Linked DNA regions of Zea mays: region 1 is linked to region 2. The links are chromatin contacts, called in public Hi-C maps. All regions are on one chromosome and are shown on one strand. The core of a region is the stretch at or near the end of the contact, and the rest is flanking DNA. Distances in the headings are between cores, read along the strand shown. Region 1 holds the start of LOC100282584. Region 2 holds the start of LOC100193137 (exosome complex exonuclease RRP43).

The links. Hi-C and Micro-C count contacts between places; a contact is called where the count stands out from the background.
Region 1: a Hi-C map of tassel shows a contact between it and region 2, with 2.4 times the contacts expected there. The contact joins the promoter of LOC100282584 here to the promoter of LOC100193137 in region 2. A contact is called at or near these places in 2 of 25 Hi-C or Micro-C datasets (ear and tassel).

Annotation. Positions count from the first base shown.
Region 1 is chr1:199,275,920-199,280,929 of Zm-B73-REFERENCE-NAM-5.0, reverse strand. LOC100282584 reads left to right here and starts at 2,044. Exons shown (of 4, transcript NM_001155492.2): 1 at 2,044-2,314; 2 at 3,381-3,417; 3 at 3,554-4,046; 4 at 4,155-4,919. The coding sequence starts at 2,257. The coding sequence ends at 4,499.
Region 2 is chr1:199,097,023-199,102,130 of Zm-B73-REFERENCE-NAM-5.0, reverse strand. LOC100193137 (exosome complex exonuclease RRP43) reads right to left here and starts at 2,026. Exons shown (of 7, transcript NM_001138296.1): 1 at 1,668-2,026; 2 at 1,507-1,576; 3 at 1,309-1,414; 4 at 297-363. The coding sequence starts at 1,886. It overlaps LOC103645177 (proteasome subunit alpha type-2), which reads right to left. Exons shown (of 5, transcript XM_020546638.2): 3 at 4,697-4,759; 4 at 4,552-4,617; 5 at 3,974-4,286. The coding sequence ends at 4,238.

The DNA of each region.
Region 1 (5,010 bases), core at 795-3,294, 180 kb before region 2:
CTAGGCCCTAGGCCCTAGGCTTTTCTCCAGCTCCTTCATTGAATTTGGCTCTCCTACGTTTGTTGCATGATTCCATCTCTCTCCACAGGTCTATAAAACAGTACACTTTTGTTTTTTTTAACACGATGGCACCATCTGAATCTTCAACCTAATTTCGTCCTCTCCCCACCAAACTGTACACAACATGCACGTGCTGTTCATCCTTCAAGTCGTGGGTACCTTCTTCGGCGCTAGCTGCATGCGAACTCTCTAGGCTTTTCTCAAGCTCTTTTATTTTATTTACTACTATAAAGCACTCAGTTTTTACCGTCGTGAAACATGTAGTTGGTGTGTCTACTCACTCTCCCCAATATAATAGGCCGGCCCAAGTATCCCACGTGTCACACCTCCCTCTTCCTCTCGGGCCCCGCAGCCACCATCCTTTGTCTAAGGGTTTGTCCATGAACTAGACCTTTAATTATTCAAGAAAAAAAAGAAAAGAAGCTAGTTATTCGGGAAAAAAATAAAAAAACATTTCACATATATATATGTATCTCTTATACTTATTAATGTTAATTAATATACGTTACAATTTTATTAAATGTAGTTGATATTGAAGGAAGTTGTAGCATGTTTGAAGGCACATTGAGCACTAATATTTTATCGAGTAACTGTGTGCCGTCATAACACACGGGCACTGTATTAGTCTCTACCCTTTAAATTAAGCACAAGTTTCATGCGTCATGCGTGCGTTGTACGTCACGTGTAAAGCGCATAGAGTAGATATGTTTTTCTCCCCCGCGTCTTGCCTAAAAACGAGGTTGTTATGTCCTAGCTAAATAGGACGTGAGACACCCAAATCCAACACGACACGAAGCCCACACACAACATAACGTTCCGGAATAGTATCACCTCGCTAGCTAAAGGAGAACGAGCAACTGAGTGGACTATAAAAAAGGGACTGATCTTCTTTTCAACTAAGATGTTTCTCATCTTTTTGGCTAAGATAAAGTGCAATTCTACAGTTTAATATCTGATAAGTGGGCCATATACCCACCTTTAATTTTTTTTGGTGAGGTTTCACTTTTATTTTAAATTTATTTTTGTGGGGAGGGTTTAACATCAAATACACACAGTTTTCATTAAATTGCTAGCTAGTTCTGCTCTCCGGCGTTTGGTGCATTATTAAGCATGCATTATTACATCTTTCTCCACGGGTCTATGTCTTTCTACAAATAAACCACACACACAGCCAAAGTTGAAGTAATCCTGTCTACTTGCGATTGGCAGGTGAAAAAAAGACACGGCACTTTATATAGCCCACTTTTCACACGCGTCAAATGCCAGAAAAAAGTCCTTTGAGTGCAGTGTACATATATTATTTTTGTTTCGGAAAAATAAATTATTGAGCTTGTAGTTAGTTAGCAGCGCATTTGTTGCGTACCAAGATCTTTGTAGGAGGTTATATATATATATATGCATATTTCAGCAAACCAATCATGTATATATACAACAACTATAGCTGTAACACACTTTCTGCTACTTGTGAGACAAGTGAAAAACCCATATATACACCGTACACTTGTTTAATTTTTGACATATTTCAGACGTTAAAAAATATATTATGTATGGACTAGTGCCATCTCTTATTAATCTTAATTACCATGGCATACAGTCATCTATATATTCTGAGAGTGGAGAAATATATAGGAGAGAGGGGCAGAGAAATAAAAGAGGTAGCTTTATTAGCATATGCACAAATGACTTCCCCTCGAAATCTACTGCAAGGAAAGTGCAGATTAGATACACCCATTGTATTGTATGCCACTGTGCGATCGACCTGCATGCTGTGCTGGTTGGTACACGCATGCATGCATGCATGTACCACTGCACACCATGCATTATTCTCTTCTCTCGCCAACAATGCCGAACTGGACAGCACCACTGCAATCAACAGGCCGCGGCCTCCCAGAACGGCAGAAAGGGCAGCGCGGCCGGCTATATAAATCCATGCCCGTGCTCGGGTCCAAACCACACACAAACACATCAGCATTCAGCAATAGCTAATCGAGCATCGTCGCCTTAGCTCCTCTCCTCTCCTCTCCGTCGTCGTGGAACTTCTCTCCGCCGGCTGTCATATATATAAAGGAGAAGAAGAGAACAGCAACTCTAGCTAGCCGGCCGGCCTCCGTCGTCGCCGGCGTCGTCGACTAGCTAGCTAACTCTCGATCTCCAGTTCCTGCCCCCGCGCCCCACGCCCGGCCGTCGTCGTCAGCAATGGCAGGAGGCTTCTTCTCCATGGCTCACCCGGCCGTCACCCTCTCCGGCATCGCAGGTACGTACGCGCCAATGAAACAACAACGTCGTCTCGAGCTAGATCGATCCATGCATGACGCCGGCCGGGACCGGCCGGATAGATAGGCGGAGATCGACTTGCATAATGCTTCGCGTGTTTGGCCTTTTCCTGGTGCTTCTTTTTTTTTTTAAAAAAAATCTTATGGGACCTTGATGACATGCTTTTCATGTGGTTTTCATTCATTCTGTTGCCGTACTACGTTCTTCTAGATTTTGTTTATTCCGACATGACGACTGTCTTGTCCATCCTTGTATCATCGATCCGTCCTTTGCATGCATGCATCCACCAGTCGTCAGCCTTCCTTTTTGCCGTTTGTGCCATTGCACTGTAGAGCACGCACGCACTCTCTAGCTGTAGAGAGGCGCGGCAGTAGGCATGCATGCAGCAGCTAGTCACACTGGACAACCAACTGTCTTGTCCATCATCTATCAACAATACTTGCATATCAGAATACGTAGTATGTAGCTTTAGCATTTTTTTTTCTTCACCTATACTACTGCTAGCTGCATCTTCTTGAACTTTCTCTGATGCTCCCCGCGGCCCATTGAGACGACGATGCACTCTTTCTCCAATTCGTTAGCTGCGATCATGGCACAGGCCTTTAATTTGTTGCTAGCTAGAACACACATGCATGCATCGCCGAGGTATAGCAACTTTTCCACTCAAGAATAATGGTAATAAGCAGTGCAGATCAGATCCACATATTGGGCATTAGATCACGAAATACAGTTGCAAATAGCTGCTCACAACGTAACGCACTATCTAAGAATCATTTCTATATACGTGTATTTTTTGCTGGAATGGTTATGATCGATCGGTTGGGCATGCAGCAGGGAAGGCGTGTGCGTGTGCATGCAGCTACCTAGCTTTTTGCCATATCAGCGTTTCCTTAACCTAATCACCACGCTTCTCTCTGTTAGTGGACGCACACGCATTGTACATATATATGTGTATAGTATTGTACTCCTACCACTTTTACTGAAAATGACGACACTGACGCGTAGTTACCCTCTTCTCTCTTGTTTCTTCGATTTGGATTGTGCAGGAAACATCATCTCCTTCCTGGTGTTCCTTGCACCAGTGTAAGTAGCTAGCTATAGCCACCTTTCTTCGTTCCCTTACTGTCTCAATTTCAGACCGACTCGGATTCATGCGTGAATCGATGGATGATCCAAGACTGACATGGCATGCCTCTTGTACGCACCGTACCAAAAACAGGGCGACGTTCCTGCAGGTGTACCGGAAGAAGTCGACGGGCGGGTTCAGCTCGGTGCCGTACGTGGTGGCGCTCTTCAGCTCGGTGCTGTGGATCTTCTACGCGCTGGTGAAGACCAACTCGAGGCCGCTGCTGACCATCAACGCCTTCGGCTGCGGCGTGGAGGCGGCCTACATAGTCCTCTACCTGGCGTACGCGCCGCGGCGGGCGCGCCTGCGGACTCTGGCCTACTTCTTCCTGCTGGACGTGGCGGCCTTCGCGCTCGTCGTCGCCGTCACGCTCTTCGCCGTCCGCGAGCCCCACCGCGTCAAGTTCCTCGGCAGCGTCTGCCTCGCCTTCTCCATGGCCGTCTTCGTCGCGCCGCTCAGCATCATCGTCAAGGTGGTCAAGACCAAGAGCGTCGAGTTCCTGCCCATCAGCCTCTCCTTCTGCCTCACGCTCAGCGCCGTCGCCTGGTTCTGCTACGGCCTCTTCACCAAGGACCCCTTTGTCATGGTAACGACTGATCAATAATGTAATATATGGTTAACTGATCCATATATATATATAAAATGGTAACTGAATAATGCTGGGGATGTTTCTCGATTATATATATCTATTCAGTACCCCAACGTCGGCGGCTTCTTCTTCAGCTGCGTCCAGATGGGCCTCTACTTCTGGTACCGCAAGCCCCGCCCGGCGGCCAAGAACAACGCCGTGCTGCCGACGACCACGGACGGCGCCAACGCGGTGCAGGTGCAGGGGCAGGTCATCGAGCTGGCGCCCAACACGGTGGCCATCCTGTCGGTGAGCCCCATCCCCATCGTGGGCGTGCACAAGATCGAGGTGGTGGAGCAGCAGCACAAGGAGGCCGCCGTGGCCGCCGAGACCCGCCGGATGGCCGCCGCAAACCCGGACGGCGCCATGCCGGAGGTCATCGAGATCGTCCCCGCCGCCGCCGCGGTGTGACCCAACGCCAATCACCATGCACCGTACACACCCTGCTAGCTTCTTATTAGCTAGCTCGGATGACGTACGACAGTTTGGTGGCAAGTGGCTGGCAGCTCAAGCATGCAGATGCAGGCATCGTCGTCTGCTAGTTGATCGTTTAGTTGGTTAATTGTTGGATTATTATTGCGTGTCTCTCTCGTGTGCGTAGTCTTGTCAGTTCAGTTCAGTTCAGTGTCGAATCAAGTAGTAGTAGCTGTTGTTTGCATTGGATCTGACAATGCATGCTAATAATTATGGTGGTGTGATGGTCTTGGTCGGTACGTGCGTAGTCGTCTACGTACGCCGTGTCAACGTCGTAGATCTCTACGGGAAGATGATAAGACTGTAACATGCAGGGCATGCATCTATTTATACTTAACATATTCTTTGTGTGCTTAATTTTGCCTGTCTTGAATACCCAAATCAAAAGAGTGCAGTTCTAGATTTAGTCGGTCCAAATAAATATAAGAAAAAGATAATAATAAGCATA
Region 2 (5,108 bases), core at 777-3,276:
CAAAAAATCATACGGAAAGGATATTCTAGCCTGATTGTAAGGGTGTTATTATCAACTACAAATCATGCTATTCCAAGTCACCTGATCTTTCAAGGTGCACTAGTTTTGACTCAATGAAAACCCCTGGGTGCTTGGAGCCTTTGTTCCCTTTCTCATATTATTCAATTTATGGTATTTGTCATTAGAATAAAAAGTGGATTCCTTGACATCCCTGTAGTAATTAACAGTGAATCCTTGTCAAAGGCACTGTTTTGTCCACAACTGAAGCTATCAATGAGTCAACCAAGATATATTACCAGGTACGCTAGCCAAGAAGCCTTCCCAGTGATCAAACAGAGGTCCTTCAAATTTAGCATTCCAGAACTGCATAAAAGAACATAATAAAATTACCTCAATGTCACTATGGGCCATTCATTAGGTTGTGGAGGTGATACAGAAAAAGAAATGGCCAAAGTAACGAAATCATGCAATGACGATACCAAATGAAACAAACAAAAACCTACAAAAAGAACGTACAGGATTTGCATGCACGCCTGAAAAAAGCAAACCGGTGCCTTCTACGCCCTCTATTCTTTTCTCCTGGACATTTCTAACTTCAGTCTCCACTTGAACATTGATTATTAGTTTTTTATAGCTGTACTTATGTGTACTGGTTCTAAAAGTGGAGCATGTCACTTCATACTCATCCAAATAGAACATTAAGCATAAACGGAAGGAAAGTTCAAGGAACCCTGCTGTATTTTTTATTTACAGGAAATGGTCCATGGTAAAAAAAAATCTCAAATGACGCAGGGAGCTGTGTCATTTCATTAAGAAGAATAAGTACCATATGTAAAACCCACACAACACCACAGATAACACAACAATAACTACCAAGCAACCACTAAACCAGAAAAACTGAAACTATATAAGGTCCTGGAGCCCCGAGCCATGAATGAACACCAAATGGCTATCTCCTCAACTGTCAGAAACACCAATGACACCACCATGCTATCAAATAATCAGAGAATTAAGGCTATTCAGACGCTGTTTGTGATCCTGGAAAATAGATCTAAAGCAATAATGTACCGCTGTGTATCACTACATAGTGCCTTCTACATAATTAGTTTCGTTGCTCTTCAGTCTCCACACTAAATACAACTAGCATCTAATCCATAGTGCTCGTGAACAGTCACGACTTTTGGTAAAGATCAATTACATTTTATCCTGATGAACTATGCCCTCTTCTATGGAAAGGATTCGATTCTGCATTCATTTATCTATTCACCATTCAATTAAAGAGCTGAAGTTAACAGAGAAACAAAAAACCTCGTCAAAACGTCTTCAAGGGCCTTGGAGATGACGGGTGCAACGTCAGTGGGTCGGCCTGGCCTAACCAGCGGGGAGCAGATAGGCGGCATGTGGAACTCAACAGCTACGCAAAACACACATACGTCCATCAACAAAAGAATAAAAAACCAAAGGCAATAGGAAGCAGGCAGCAGCAGGGAAAGGGGGAACACGAACCGACGGATCCTTCGTCTGGGTGCTCCGCCGGGGGCGACATCACCTCGAGCTTGACCGACGCGAGCATGGCCTGCAGAGACAATTCGTCGAACAGTTGAAGAGCACGAGACAAGCAAGACGGGAAGCATAGGAGAGAGGGGGGAGGAAGGGGGTAGTATTACGGTGTCGCCAAGGCGGGCGAGAGCGGAACCATGCGCGGAGGAGACGGCGCCGAGGGCGACGGTGGTGGGGCGGGCCTCTCTGAGGCGGCGGGCATCGATGCGGACGGACTCGCCGAGGTGGCGCTCAAGGAAGGCCACCGGGAAAAGGCGGCGGTACGCCTCCACCTCCATCTCGCCGGCAACCCCGCTGGCCGCAGCCGGTTTAGTCTCCGCCGCCATCCTACGTTTGGCGGTGGGCTGGTGCCTGGTGGTCGGCTGGTCGACTGCGCCGCTGCTGAAGCTTGTCGAGAAAAGCCTTCGCGGGGCGTGCGGGAGCGCGCCTGTAGACCTGTTCAATCCGCCGCTCAGTTGAAGAGAAGTGTCACTGTGTCAGGTACTTCAGTTCCCAAATTTTTATAACAGGATATAAAACTGGGACTGAGTAGAGATGGCAATGGTTAAAAATTTGCTGGATATTACTTGCTCAAATCTATACCCGCAAAAGAAAAAATATGTTCGCTAAAAAACTCATACTCATGACGGGTATAAAATTTTACACAAACTCATACACATGCGGGTTTCAGGTAACCAACGGGTTTCCCATACCCACTAACATCAACATAAAAAATAATTCATCATGTAAATAACAATCAATTTATTAATAAGCTAGCATAAAAGGAACAAGTGATAACTAATTTTAGACTAAGATTTGTTACATGAAGTTTATTTCAATTAAAATATATTTAATTAATAATATTATGAGACATATTTATAAGGAATGTTGATTTTAAGGCGGGTTTTAAAAACTCATGGGTTTGCGGGTATGGGTAGTGGAAGAATAAACTCATGCTCACGTACTCGTTGAGTTTTTATTTAACTCATTAACAAACTCATGGGTAGAGAAATTGACTAAACTTATATCCTAATAGAGTAAAAACCCACCAAATTTAAGGTAGCGGGTACCCATAGCCATCCTGAGCTCGCCTGACGAAGCCAAGCCGAGTCGGAGTTGTCCTCGAATGGCATAATGTTTCGCCTCACTTTGCACTATCGATACAAATGGCTATGTACAATAAACGAAGATATAGACAATAGATCTGACAACATTATGACACAGATCAACTCGCATCATGGTACAGACTGAAATGTTGACATGAGGCGTCTACAGATCAATGCACATATTCTTTCTAGGCTCCATGATCCCCATACATACGAAGATAAAAGGCACAAAATCCAGTTGCCTAGTCAAGGAGGACAGCACGAAGCACTCCACGCGAATGAATCAAGAAATCATCAGAACTGTTGCAAGCTCAACCATAAAGCTTTAGAGGCTAATCAATAATAGGTAGGTGCCCGTGCGATGCCACGGAACATAAATCTCGATTTGTATATCAGATATGCTTCCTGTGAAGCAAGGAATCGAACGCAAGCCAGCTTTTTGTATTAGTGCATTATGTTCAGTTCTTACTTGAGCATCCCGTGTTCTCGTGTGTGCCATGGCCGAGTGGCAAGCTCAACACTGGTATTGTTGTCTTGTCTCAAATGAAGTCCGCTTCCACAAGTTAATCGGATTTCTTCATGGGTGATAGCTGTGTCAGATTCTTCCACGCATAGGGCAAGTAATGCAAGTGATAGCTGTGTCAGTTTACCCCCATTTTCTTGGGCATCACTTGTCACAAATGAAGTCCATTGGAGGTTCGCAATTTATATTCCGTGGCATCGCACGGGCACCTACCTAGTAAAATTTGAAGTTCAAACACATCATATATTAAAAGATAAAAAAGAAAATTCTGAGATAAAAAAGTGAAATTATCTCTTACAGTTTTCTCTTCTTTTATCTCTTATCATATGATGAATTTGAAGTACATCTATAATTTAATGCTTTTTTGGGACTTTTGTTAGTTATAATTTAATATTTTTTTGTGGCTTTTGTTAATTGGTTTGCACGAAAAATTGATTTTAAAGTACATCTATAATTTAATATTTTTTGTGACTTTTGTTAGTTATAATTTAATAATTTTTTGTGACTTATGTTAGTTGGTTTGCACGAAAACTTGATTTGCACTTAACACGTTGCCAACAATATTATATTGATCTCTTGTTCTCGCACAAGTACTGAATTTGGGACACGCTCTATTGATCCAAGCCATATCGCTTCTCATGGCCTCTTGCACAGGCGCATCAGGTTGAAACAACTTATCACACGCCAAAAGCGCATCAGTAGGATAGCGAACTTGATTTCTTACAGCCACGAAATCCATGCACTACAGCAAATCTGCAATGTGAACACAACAAACACCTGGGTATCGATACAGCACACAAGAACGTGAATCACATAAACAAACTGCAGAGACTGTCAAATACAACATCCATCTTACGTATCTCATTTGTTTACAGTATGCGTTCAGGAGGGTTTCAAATGTAAACATCACATGTCGTTGGAGCAAATCAGTTTACAGAGTGATAAAACCAAGACATGTCGCTGGAGCAAATCAGTTTACAGAGTGAAAAAACCAAGACAAGCTTCAGGCTGGCTGCTCATAAGTGATGCTGCTATTCTTGTTTGAAACAGTAAATCATCAACAGACAACTTACTCCACCTCTTCCAAGAAATCCTTGATCTCTGATGGGCTTAGAACTCTGTTATTTGTATGGAAACTGTTAGTTCTCACCAAACCATTTGAAGTAGCAAGGAGTTTGTAATATCAAATAGCCTTAGATTTCCAACAACAAAAACATAGTAAACAGATTCATTTCCCCTACAGCTAGAGGAGCACAAGTTGTTACCAAACCCTAAAGAACAGAATGGGAGCAATGAGTGATGCAGTGATTTGATCATTTGATGAGGCAAGAGGAACATGGATCATATAAAGGTGGCAGTAATAATTGAGTCTGTGTAACTTACTTGAACTCACGGTCAGCTCGAATAATTCCGATTTCAATGTTGTTGGAGGAAATTTGCCCCTCATATCTGCAAGTCCAAGATGCAGAACCAATTAGTAACTATTTAGGATGTTTTAAACTAAGCAACTACAAGTGGGTTGCAATACCCTTCTTTCAAAGTCAAAATTGCAGTGTGGATGGCATCATCAAGCTCTATATCCTCTGTGTATCTACAATGAAAACATATTATAAAGATAAGATGTGAAATCAGAAGGAAAGGATGATCTGTTATGGCACACAGGGGGTGGTAATGGGCTCTAAATCTTACACTATAAAATTTAAGGATCGAATCGGATTAGGATTCGGTCTCTATTCCTATTCATTTTTGTACTAAAATTTATTAAGGGCCACAATTTATTGTGAATAAACACTTGATCATAATCCATTACCATCCCTAGGCACACATGCCTCTTATATTAATCAATGATGAGGTACATAGAATCAACTGGAATTTATTTACAATCAATGATGGAAGAAAATTATCAATGATAGAAGAAAATTATCAGCGGTACTATGTCA